2 separate regions of the Zea mays genome follow, and region 1 is linked to region 2. Evidence: chromatin contacts called from public Hi-C data. All regions are on one chromosome and are shown on one strand. Each heading gives the region's core, a stretch centred on a gene start, on an enhancer-like site or on the middle of the called end of the contact. The rest is flanking DNA. Distances are from core to core; before and after follow the strand shown.

Evidence for each region. Hi-C and Micro-C count contacts between places; a contact is called where the count stands out from the background.
Region 1: a Hi-C map of endosperm shows a contact between it and region 2, with 2.4 times the contacts expected there. The contact joins the promoter of LOC100283450 here to the promoter of LOC100275410 in region 2. A contact is called at or near these places in 4 of 25 Hi-C or Micro-C datasets (ear, endosperm, leaf and 1 more).

Annotation. Positions count from the first base shown.
Region 1 is chr7:110,041,730-110,048,463 of Zm-B73-REFERENCE-NAM-5.0, reverse strand. It overlaps LOC100283450 (cyclin delta-2), which reads left to right and starts at 3,877. Exons shown (of 6, transcript NM_001156351.2): 1 at 3,877-4,348; 2 at 4,622-4,708; 3 at 6,373-6,471; 4 at 6,616-6,734. The coding sequence starts at 4,094.
Region 2 is chr7:109,730,363-109,736,876 of Zm-B73-REFERENCE-NAM-5.0, reverse strand. It overlaps LOC100275410, which reads right to left and starts at 4,104. Exons shown (of 3, transcript NM_001149487.2): 1 at 3,614-4,104; 2 at 3,389-3,507; 3 at 2,936-3,305. The coding sequence starts at 3,923. The coding sequence ends at 3,180.

The DNA.
Region 1 (6,734 bases), core at 2,628-5,127, 310 kb before region 2:
TGCACCACCAGGGATTCATAAAAAAAGGAAAAACATTACAAACTTGTAGGAAATATAAGGGAAGTATAAAAGAGAGATTCCAAAGTACTGTACAAGCCCTTGCAAAGATATATCATAATGATGAACAAATGTAACATCCAAATTGTATCTTAAGCCATATGAAAAACATGTACATGTCCAAAAAATAGGGAGGAAGTAAAGTGAAGATGACATATGACATGTACACTTCGAATGATAAACGAAACAGACAGATGAAAACTTTGAAGTTGTACATATGAGTTATATAATTGTTGGCAGGTACATGTGAATGAACGAAAGCAAGAACATTTTATACACAATTCAAGGTTAGGGAAGTGTATGGCACAGAAATAGAAAGGAAACTAGTACGTGCAGATAGAAATGATAGAACTAATGTCATGACAGAAAGACAAGTTCAAGTCTTGAACATTACATAATGAGCCAGATAATCATAGTCAAACACAAGTTGTGCTAGACACATGATCTGGCACATAATCGAAGTCATAAGTAATTTAACATGTCATGAAATTTAGTGAGTCTACTCATGAACATACGTGTACTCCATGCAAGCACAAAGAATTGTGACAAAATAAGTGATTCAGTGTAATGGCTTATATTGGTGCATACTCATATAGTACGAAAGGGTAACATTCCACATAAATGCCAGAAATACATTGTCTTCAGTTAAAAAACATCAAGAACAGTCCAATGAACAGCACTGGGGAAATAGAATTGCTGCCATGGCTAATGTTAGGCTTACTCTTGTTCGTGTATTTCCATCACGTGGAACAGACAAAGTTTGGTACACCAGGCGCCTAAATCGGAGGATGAACAACGTAACAAGTTCATACCTCGAACGACAAGTGTGGATCTGGTAAACTCCTATGGGCTTGGCAACAAAAACTACGAATTTTGAACAAAACCAGTGCGAATGTACATATATCCTGAATGAAGTTTTCATTTGACGGGGTACAAGATGGTATACCTGTAGTAGGGTTGGATCTCGGCCGCAAGACGACAAATCCAAGCAAAATACGAGTGGTGTTGTAAATCAATCGGCAAATAACTAATGATTTCGCGTGGTTCATGAAGGTAATACCTTAAGAAGGGGAGATGTAGTGCCCAGCACGCCGAATCGTAGCGTGTCCGTGTGGATCTGATGGCGCCGTCGATTGTCGGAGATGGAAGCAAACCAATCGGTCGCGACGTTCGTCGCCGGAAGCGGATTGGAGTCCTCTTCGGCTTCGGTCGCGAACGGCTGTGCGTGGTGACGAACTCGACCTCCTCTTCTGCGCAACCGAGGGGTGCCGGGGCTGACTCCACCGGGCGACGGCAGATCCGCCGCCGCGTCGCCGCGCAAAATCGCCCGTCCACGGAGGGGTCGAGGCGAAGCGAGGTGGAACGCGAAGTTTCCGTAGTCTGCCGCGGCCGACAGCGTCCACGCGAAGGAGGCGAGGGGGCGGCTACAGTCGTCCCCTGCATCTGGCGTGAGAGAGAAGAGTGTCGCGAGGAAGGGGAGAGCGTAGCGCTCGCCGCTGCGGGAGAAAGGGGGAGACTGTAGCCCCTATCCGATGAACAGTAATAGCGTAGGGGAGGGGAAGGGTGATGCGTTGCAGTCAGTCTTATAATTCTTAGTTATGGTCAGACCTCTTGCTTTATATGAATTAGCATCGAGTCTGGAAATTAGCATGGACCTTAATAGAGATCTACTGAATTAACTGTGGGATGATGCATCAAAAGTTTTTGTATTCTCTCTCTGAAGGACGCAGTGTTTGTTGATGGCAGTCCACAGTTCATTGATTTGTTTATGTGTGTTTACACGTTCCTCAATTTGTATCTAGGCAATAGAACAACTTAGATCTTATTTATTAGATACAGAGATAACGCTACACTTGTACACGAGTTGAAGCGTTAACTTATGGCTACCCTCACTGCCGGATCTTGGAGGGTGATTACTGTGGACCTGCCCATTCCTGCACACGAAGGCTAAGGGCTATTTTGAGAACCATAAAATCAAAAGAAATTGGAGGAGCTAGATTCAACTTCTTATTCAATTTTGCCATGAACACTGTGGTCTGCGGTGCCACTTGATACTTTGCCATCTCATGTTTGCATCGCAGAAGGCGCCCTGGCAGCGCCACCACCCAGCAACCAAAAAAAAAAAAATCGAGTCACGCCGCCTTGCTATGACGTAAGCACGGGAATCCCCGGTGACATCCTCCACAGGTCCTAAACTGTAACTCACTCTGGACGCTGCCTGCCCCTCGCAGGACGGACAGACGCTGACCGGGTCAACAACGCCCGTCCAGAATGCAGAAGGGTGGCTATCGTCTTGGGCAGCTGATCTGGTGTGTGCCTGTGTGGAGATGGCGTGCCGTGGGCCGTGGCCCGTGAGCTAGCAGCTGTAACTGTAATGCGCAGCGCAGGTATGGTCCTCCTCCTCCATCCCCTTTTTACCATTTTCTATATCCTTTGCATCGGCGCCGTAGATAATTGTTGGCTGAAATTCATGCCAGCTATATGCTATGTTTCGACCTAGGATTGGCTGCGCAGAGATGGTGGTAGGGCACGCCAATTTATTTGAGATACAGGTTCTCCATACGTTCCTTCACTTCATTGCAATGCAGCAGAGTCATATATATACCTGAATCCCAATCCCAACAAAGGTACGGACCTCTGTGTCGTGTCGTCCTCCTCCTCCGGATACATTGCGTTTAATTTCGACCGTATGGATGGATGGATGGATGTGGATGTGGTGGCCGTAATCATGTACTAGCTTGCTTTGGGGGGTCATACGATTGATTGATTGATTGATTGCACGGGCATACCAGGCTTCAGTGTATTTGCTGCTCTGTAGATACTTTACTCATGTGAAACCCATAAGGGTCGGAGTGAGCTAGGGCCTGTGCGGCCGGCACATAGGGATCGGACGGATGGATCGGTGGTGGTATGCTAGTATATATGCATGGTACTACAGCTACTACCCCTCCTCCTCCTCCTCCTCCCATAGTGTATGTGTATGTGTATGAGCAGCAGCAGGCCGTATCGACAGGCCCAACAGACAGACGATGGATCAGATCGGATCTCCACACCTTGCCTGGCTCGAGTAGATCTTGACCATCCGTGCTCCAATCATGGCCATGGCCGCCGGACTGCAGAGCACCAGGCATGCCATCCGGACCCTACTACTACTACCAGTCGCTTACACACCTCTGCCCCAACCGTGTCTCATTCTTGGCAGTTTGGGGAGGAAGGAAGCCCAATCTTGTCCCTAAAAAACGCTGTTCCATGTAAGTGACCAGACGACGACTATACTAGATCACTAGCCCCTCGAATCCTCGATGAAAAGAAAAAATAAAAGTCGCGAGCAGTCACGCTCGCCGAACTCAACGTCCGGCCGGGAAGGAAATTAACGGCGACAGAGGGTCGGTCCCCTTTCGTTCGGAAGTCGGAACTGTCATTGGTCGCCGTCGTCGTCGCGTCACTGGCATGTGGGGGCCTCGGTCGGCAAACCATCGAGAGCCGAGAGCCGGGAGAGAGAGAGAGAGGATGGCAGGTGCACATGCATGTGTGTGATGTACTCATGTGTAGTATAAAGGATGTGATGGGATGAGACGGTTCCTTTTACCAATCATTCCCTACTTATATTACCCGTCCATCATGCAGCCATCCGATTTTTCTTTCTTGTTTTACCGTATACTACAGCACAAGGATAAATTCCTACAGACCGACCTCATATGCATTGCATGGTGAGCCCTTCCACATATACACACATGCATGTAGTGGCAGTAGCTAGGCGAGCTAGTTTTTTTTTTATATAGATATCCAGCCGTAGTGCTCTCACATCGATCGCTCGCACTCGCACTCGCACTCGCACTGACCTGACGCTACGCTGCCTACAATCTATCTACCTCTACCCTCCCTCATCACTTGTTCCACTACGACCGGCCACCTCGCCGCGCGCGCAAGCCTGCGTCACCACCCACCGTGCAGCACGACAGCCAGCAATGGCCGCCGCCCACTGAGGCAGAGTCGCAGTGACGGCACGGGACGCACACCCACGGGCGCTGGCGGCATGCCGGGCGACGCCTACGACCTCCTGTGCGCCGAGGACGACGCCGCCGGCAGCGCCCTGCTGTGCACCACCGACGACGACGACGGGTGCTGCTCCGCTGTCGAGGACGACTCGGCGGCGGCGGCGGCGGCATCCATCGCCGAGCTCATCGGCGGCGAGGCCCAGTACTCGCCCAGGCCGGACTACCCCGACAGGCTCCGCTCCAGGTCCATCGACCCGGCCGCCCGCGCCGAGTCGGTCGCATGGATTCTCAAGGTGACGGACGCCGGATCGCCAGTCCATATATATTATATATACACACACTCGCAAGCTTTTCACATCGTTTGGATTAGATTAGACGCCGCACCACCATGCTTGCTTGCTGGCTAGCTTTCTCGCTCGCTCTCTCACCATGCTTTTCGTGCTCTGCTAGTCTTATCAGTTTAATTTGTACAATATGCATGCATATAGATAGATATATGAACTCAGCAAGCAATCTCATCTTATATACTGTTCTTCTCGCTCTGTCTCCTTCTTCGTCGCCATCAGGTGCAAGAATACTATGGGTTTCTTCCATTGACAGCCTACCTCGCCGTCAACTACATGGACCGGTTCCTCTCTCTCCACCGTTTGCCGGTAAGCAAGCTAAGCTCCTTATGCATGGCATGGCATGGCCCCCCACCGCCGCAGCCGCCATTTCTCTTTTCGCCACACACGACACACACTACTTACTAATAAATTACATTCTGTATATGATGGTGTGTCACACACTCACACGCAGTGTGTGTGTGTTGTACTGTCGTCAGTGGGAAGTTGATAGTGCTGCTGTTGTTGGCGCGGGGAAAAGAAAGTGTTTGGAGGAGCGTGTCCGCGTGGATTAATCAATCGATTATAAGCATCTGCCTAATTACCTCCCTGCCCCTAAACGGAATGAAGGAGGGGGCAGCTACAGGGGGCAAGGGGGTTTTTGTTTATGCACTCAAGACAGAGGGGTCTTTTGCCTTTGCAGTTGCTGCAGCCAGCCGCGCTTTAGCGCAAGAGCGAGCAGCCTCCGCCTGACGCTTTTTATCATCGTGTGTGGAACACACCTTATCATTGTGCCTCGCCATCCATCCATCCATCCATCCATCCACATTTTTATTCCGTCCATCCATCCATCCGTGGCCTGGCCTGCTGCCTGTGATAGCGAGACTTGCAGCAGCCTCTGTGACTGTGCGCTAGCTGTGGGCGGGTGTGGTGCTACGAGTTGTTTATCTGAATCCATTCTGAGCCAAAGGAGAGAGAGAGAGAGAGAGAGAGAGAGAGAGAGAGAGAGAGAGAGAGAGAGAACACAAGCTGCCGCAAGCTAGCTGTAAACACTGCAAAGTGGTCTCGCTCACACATCTCTCACTGTAGGCAGGCACCAAGTCATATGCAGCACCATCTGCCCCTGGTTGAATCTGCAGCATTATTTTTCTGACTTTTGGTTGCCTTGTGCTGCTGCTGTTTTCCTGAACTGAACACATGCTCTTGGATTTATTATACATGTTTAGATGAAACAACCAACCATAGAATATATACATGTAGAGTAGGAGTGTAGGACTCCACTGTAAAAAAGCAAAGCAAGCATGGGCCACCCTCTGAAACTTCAGGGATTTACACTAAGATAGTAGGGTTATCCAGACTCTGCTTTGACTGAAACCTCAAGACCTTAGACAGTTAGACCTCACCAACCTTTGTTCCAAGCAACGTACACATATCTTTTTTCAAAGCCGTACAGATGCGTTTGTTCTCTCTGCAGCTGTGTAATGGTTGGTTAGGTCTCTAATGTAACAGTGTTTCCTGTCTAACTTGGCCCTAAAATAAAGGTATCCCCTAATCTTCTCTATCTCCTCATATTCTAATGTAATAACTCTTACAAGGACTACTCCTGAATATGTAGTAGGTAGCAAACAATCAATGTGGATGTGGTCTTCAGAGTCGGTCACCTCTCTGTGGTTTGCCATGTGAACATCTCTATCAGAATCTTGATGGCCCTACGTGACGTATAGCTTAGCTAGGTGTATGTGTACGTATACGTATATACGTCCTTGCTTGCTTCCATATATGCCAACGAACAAAATAACTTCGGAATTTAAAGTTTGAGACTTTATAATGCATGTTTTCTTCACATAATAGAAGGACAAGAGAGATGACATATAATGCAAGAACATAGAACACACGATCTGTCCTTGGTTTCGTGATAATCCTTGCTAGCTCCAACATATTTATTGCTGTGTGTTTTGTGCGTTTCTCTTTCTCCATGAATGCACGCACGGCAGCAGGAGGACGGGTGGGCGATGCAGCTGCTGGCCGTGACCTGCCTCTCCCTCGCTGCCAAGATGGAGGAGACCCTCGTGCCCTCCCTCCTGGACCTGCAGGCAAGGCAATTAGGACACTATACATATATGCCACTATGGCTATACGTTTGATCCCAATAATACTCATGACTCTCATGAGCTCTTTCTTAGTTAATGAAGGCTGATGAACGTCGATTGGTTGTTGTTGATTGCACTGCATTGCAGGTCGAGGGAACCAGCAGGTACGACTGCTTCGAGCCTGGGACGGTCGGCCAGATGGAGCTCCTCGTCCTGATGGCGCTCAACTGGCGGCTGCGCTCGGTTACTCCCTTCACCTTCGTCGA
Region 2 (6,514 bases), core at 2,855-5,354:
CACTTGCTAAATATAGAAACTAAAATAAAGTTTTAGTTTCTATATTTGGTAATTTTGGAACTAAAATGGAATAAAATATAGGGACTAAACATTAGTCCCTATAAACCAAACACCCCCTTAATCATGTGTCACTGACATGACCAAAAAAATTATCACCCACCTTCAAATAGTGGCAAATAGTTAATTTTTCCACCCCAACGGTTGCTCGGCAGTCGGCACGCAATGTCTTGGCGCTACCATGCATTAGTGACTGAAACTGAAAGGTTGCAACAAAAACCGCGGCACTAGCAATATCCGAGTCCGGCAGTAAACAGTGGGTTGAAGAGCTTGTTTGTGCTCAGGATTGGCCGGCACCAGCTGGTACGACGACCTGTGATCTCTAGACTTTCTGTTTTCTTTTCCTGATTTTACCCTATCACGATCTTTAAAATGAAAAGTTCAGAGATTCACTTGCACCTCTCCAGATTTGTTATGGGCCTTTTGGGCCAACAATGTATAGATTACCAATTCCTGCCACAACAGTTCGATCTGTTAAAAAAAAAAGGAAAAAAGAAAAGATTCAGACTTTCTCTGAACAATGATACACCACTACTTTGACCTTTAGCAGCGAGCACGCACGCTGCTAATCAGGCTTTTGCCCCTTCCAGAATCATTGAGCCGGGACGGGGTGCATGGATCCCAGACCAAATTATCAAACAAAACCACACGCAGTAGTCCGATACGCCCTAAGATCTGGATCTGAGCCTTTCGTTGGAGGGGGCACGCGCGTGCATGCCACAGAAACGTTGAGTCGGTCATGGTGCGTCTTATCACTGTCCAGCGTCTCTCGGAACTCACCTGCTGAACTGCACTAACTGAACATGATCGCTGCCCTGCGTAACACTGCACTGTCTGTTTCATGTTGCCTGACCTCAGTTTCAGCTTCAGTAGCAGCAATTCTTCCCGATGCAGGCCGAGCCTGAGCTGACCCTCGTGCAGGCCGCAGCAGGACACAGCCGGACTGACTGGAATCCCAAGACCGCAGCGGTGGGCGGCAGCAGCACGCCACACGCCCACACGTGCGCGGGCGGTTTCGGCTCGCCCAGCGGCTGGCTGGAGCTCCACTGGCAAGCTGTGGACGGTGTCCGTCCGGGCTGGCACTGCCGGCGTCTTCCCCAAGTGGTCTCATGGAGCTTAGCACCCCTAGGCACTTACCACTTCAATACTTCATCAGCAGCAGCGGTGGTGTTGTCCTCGTCTGCCGAGTATTTTACACTGAATCGCATGTGCTTAGCACCTGACAGTCAGTCGCTCACCGCTAATGGTAATCCTCTCTACTGAAATTCAAAACGAAGGCGCCTCGAGCATCGCGAATTCTAGATGAACTAAAGATGGCAACGCGACCCAGCGGATAATTACTCCACTAGGGTAAGAGTTTGGTCATAATTATATACACGTGGATCTGTTAACGAGACAAAAAGAGGACCCAACGAGTAGAACAAATACGAGTATGTACTCATTAAATCCGTACCCGTGTACTCATGGGTATTTTATACCCGGAATATAGCCAACAATTCTCTAAGACCTCATTTGTTTCGTTGGAATTGAATTTCATTTTAATAATTATAATTTAGATAAAACTAATTAAATTCATATATTTATATATGTAGTATATTTGTATATTATCCTAAATCATATGAGAGAGATAGTTATATACTACATTTATGTTATAGCGAAGTAAGTATAAGAGTGTGCTATAAGTTGTACATCGGAAAATAGCATGTAAATCAATACAATCAATTTTCATTTCTCACCCCATGAATTTGAGATAAGCTTATATGATAACTTTAAAAAATGGTGGAATGTCACATTCTAAAAAAAATAGTCTATTCCATGAGTAAGATTCAAATTACTCAAAATGAAAGAAAACAAACGGGACCTAAAATTTTAGCCTAACTCAATGATTTGTCTTGACTCCTCGCTCTTAAATACAACTATATGCTACATAGGCCTTGTGACATATGACAACATTATGCAGACAACCGACCAAAACGGTAAAGACCGTCCAAGGCTCCAAGCTTCTACTATGCGACTTTTCATTAATATGCAACCGAAGCGACCAAGCCACACATGGCACGCCCTCACCTGTAACATGGAAGACGGAAGGCCGGATGTTGTCGCTCGACGCTCACCATTCGTCCTAAACTAAGTTAGGCAGACATATACAACTCCACCATACCAGACGGATATGAGTACCTGTCGAGTATGAAATACCAAATGAGCCTAGATATGGATGTGGAATTATATCCGTCTATAGGTACGAATATTGAAACGAAGAGTTTTTAGTCTAACAGGACCAGATCTAAGATAGTAAAACCCACCGGGTCTTCACCATTGCCTATCTCTACGAAGAACGGTGCTGCCCCTAGTTTATGAGTGGTTTGGACGCAAGCAGTGCTCAAGATTCCAGATGTGTTTGTATGATGGTCTCTGTTACAGTTTTTTTGTATGTCTCTTTTTCTCGAGTCTCGAGTCTCCAGCAGCTTCGAGATATGCTTATCTCCGGTCTAAAATTGAAGTTCTTTTGTTCTGTTTATCTGTCATATACTCAGATTTGCATAGTTTCCGCCACTGACCAAATATTGATACAATTTTTAGTTATAACATCGATACGATTTTTAGAGTTATAAGTTGATACAGTTTAGTGAGAGTAGTAAGTTCACTTTGTGCTCAGACCTCATGCTTTGCAAAGTTACGATTGCCAAACCGCTCGATTATTTGAACTTAGTTTCTGCTAGTGATGCGAAGACTAATAATACAGTATGGTACAAGAGTCCGGTTCTTGAACCTTTTCTCTCGAGATGAGTTAAAACTCTTAGGGCCCTCCTCTGGATCGAAGAGCAAGGATTGCATTTTTTTTTCTTCTTCCTTTTTGCTTAGTGTTCATGCTCTGAAATGTTGCAATTGGCAAACCACTCGATTGATCTGAATACGCGGTTTTAGTGTCAGTTTCACCATGCCAAATCACATTGACAGACGAAACAAACTTCCTATTAGTCCTGCCCTGACACTCTGATTTACAGTTTTTTTTTCCATTTCTGGCTAGGCTCAAGCACTCTATACTAACAAGCAAACAGAAATCCCAAAAGAAAAAGAAAGAAAGAGAGCACCGGCCGGATGGCACAGTCCGGTCAGTAGCATTAGCTGGTGGCGGATTCAGAGACGATGCTGCTGCTGCTCTGGCTCGCGGACTCGGAGATGCTCTGCAGCACCGGCCGCCAGTGCCGGCCTCTTCCCCGGTGCCGGTCCTTGTCCTGCTTCCCGTCCTGAAGCCACAGAAGAATCAGTAGCTGCTTGTTGCACCAGGAAATAAAAAGAAAAAAATGGTGTCAGAGAATCGCATACCGACCTGGCTGGAAGAGCTCTGGTGAGCCCCGTCGCCGCGCCGGAGCTGCTCGTGCTGCTGCCTGATGGCCTCGCACCGCTGCATCTTCTCGTTCTTCCTCGCCCGCACCGCCTTCGTCACCTCTGCGCGCGGAGCACGATCGGGTTGAGAATTTCAAGATTGCCCGAGTAAATTGAACCGCGCCATGGGCCTTAAGCCCATGGCCAGGACAGCTGAGTGCTAACAAACCTTGCGCGGTGATGAGGCGGTAGACCTGGCCAAGGAGAAGCGTGTCCTTGGGCTTCAGCAGCTTGACCCTGGTGATCTTGGCCCCACCACTGCCGGGGCCGGAGGACGCCGCGGCGTCCCCGGCGGCGGCGGCGGCGGCGGCGGCGGGCTTGTTATCTGCAGGAACACGGAGTATGACGAGGGCAACGTAGTGTCCCGGGTTGTTCCGCATGACCTCGGCGGCGGTGGTGGACCAGTAGAGCCGGTCGACCTTCCCGCCGGGGTGCTGGATGATGACCGCCGCCGCCTCCGCCGCCTGGCAGTTGCCCATCGCTCCCGTCCGCCCGCGCGCCCCTCTCTCCAGCAGCAGCAGCGTTTGTGGTGGGCTGGGCTCTGGGCTGGTCTGGTGGTTCAGGGAGCCGCGACGGTGGCGGTTTGAGTCGTTGGGAGGAAGAGAACGGAGAGGGAGGCGGTGGTGTTGGAGTGATGGTGGTGCCGTGGTGGAGACGGTGGTCGTGAGTTTGGGGCTTGCAGTTTTTGAGGTGGTGGGGTGTTAAATGTGAGCGAGGGGTGGGTGATGAGGAGCTTTGCTCTTGCAGGGTTTTGGATTTTGGATCCGGGTGGCTGTTGAGGATTCGAATCCGTTATGGCCACGGTAATTCTTGGGCAGACAAAAGTGAATTTCACAGGAAAATATTTCAAGTTTTCAGGTAAATTCCAACTCCCCCACCCCCCCCCCCCCCCCCCCCCCCCCAATTGTCTGGAATTGATTTCAGGCAGATATTATGTACAAGAACCTATAAATTGCTGCCACATTAGTTTTGCACTCAGCTAAAAAGCTTCCGCCGGGAACATCGCGCTGTGTAGAACGAGTCTGAAACTCTGACTCGTGAATGTTTATTACTTTCTGATGTACGTATCAACCTCTGAAAAGATGTCGTAGATTATTGACTGGATTAGATATAATAATAATAATAATACTATACATATTATAGTTATTATGAAAAAGTAGTGATGTTGTATTAGAATATTGGATAAGTAATGTGTCAGCGTTCAAGGTCAGGTGGAGACGGTCGGCCGTAATCCCTGGCCGGTGAGCTTACTTCAAATCTCAACGCACATGCGCACGCACATATGTATTATCCATATAAGTAAAATTTCTGACGTTTATTTTCGTTCTTTGTTCTTTCCGGCGCCCTTGGGCCTTGGCTGCTTTTTTGTGGAGGCTTTCATCACCTTCTCTACAAAGTCATTTTCTGCTCTCTTTTTTCGTGAACCTTGACCGTCACTCTTTCTTTTTTTGCGTTTGCATTCCATGCGTGCCCCCATGCAAACCAAGAAGGGATCTTTTAGGATATCTCTACTGCTTTGAGGGCTTAAATAAAAAACTCTGTCGGACCTTTTTTTCTTAAACATTGAGCTCCTTTGGAATGTAGAAATTTTATAGTAATCATATAGAAATTTCATAGAAAACAATTTATTTTCACAGAAAAAATACATAAAACGGGGAAAATTTCGTATTCCAAAGTAACCCTTAAATTCAGATTTAGTGCCCTACTGGAATTGTTGTGCATATATGATTCTAGCTAAACCCAGTGTAAGGTACCCAAGGTAGTGTTTGGTTGAAGAGCCAGGTAGAACGGAACCGTTCTGTTCCAGTTTTGTTGTTGTTTGGTTACAAAGTAACTAGAACGGAATGGCTCCAATTAGGGAATATTCTCCTCAGATCCGGAACCATTCCGCTCCAAAAAATCAATGGGACGGAGCCGCTCCGTTCCAATCCCGCTCTCACAGTCACGCTCCGTTCCGTTCACTCTGCAACCAAACAAAAAACAGAACCGCTCCGTTCCAGATTACCAAACACAGAACAGAGCGGCTCCGTTCCTAGAATCAGGGATGGAACGACTCCGTTCTACTTGGCTCCTCAACCAAACACTACCTAATATATCTACGATAGTAGGTCTGAGAGAGACAATACCGAAGCGGAAGATCGTATGAGGCAGGGGTAGATTAAGAAACTTTATAGTCATAGAAAGAAAGCTCACGACTATAGGTTGAAAACGTGTAACAATAGGATGTAGCTTCACCAGACCATCACTCATGTGTTCGGTATGTATCAATCCGTACATGTTTGTAATTCATGCATCATCTTCGCAGCTACTCTGTTTATTTTGCATTGTGGCCATCTCCAGCCTCTCCAATCTATAATATAATTCAGCCCTTGTTTTGCCATTTCGGCTTGAAATTTAGTTTAAGCTTTTGGCAAACACGGGGAGTGTTTGGTTTCGCGGCTAAAAGTATGGTACTTTATCTAAGATTAACCGTTCGAACTGAAAAACTAATCTTAAAAGAAGTTAGGTAAACTATGGCGAGTTAGACAACGGGCGAAACAGACCTAAGACTCTCCTGAAAAGTAACAACAGGGCCAGCCCTGAGGGGGTGCGGAGGGTGCGGCCGCACCGGGCCCCTAAAAACAGAGGGTCCCCTAGCCACTGGACGCTAGTATTTTTTTGTTAAACTTATCTATTCTAGACACAAATACGTAAAGAACGATATGATATCGAGTTATCGACTAGTCTCATTTATATTGTTAAACTAATGTCTCAATTATTTATCGAATACTTCATCTGTTTCAAAATAGTATTTGTTTTATCTCTTAATTTTTATGTTTATATTGATAATGATAAATTCACTAAAGAAGCAAAACAAATTTTATTTTGATATAGGAAGTATTATAAACTATACATATGATGGTTGCTTCGGTAGAGAGAATATTTTTAAAATTAAATTTTTTAATGAACTATTTATGGTCAACAATAACTCAAGAGAGGTTAAATGGATTGACGATTCTATATATCGAAAAAAGTTGTTGGATGAGATTGATCTCGATGATATAAGCGACGACTTTGTATCACAAAATGT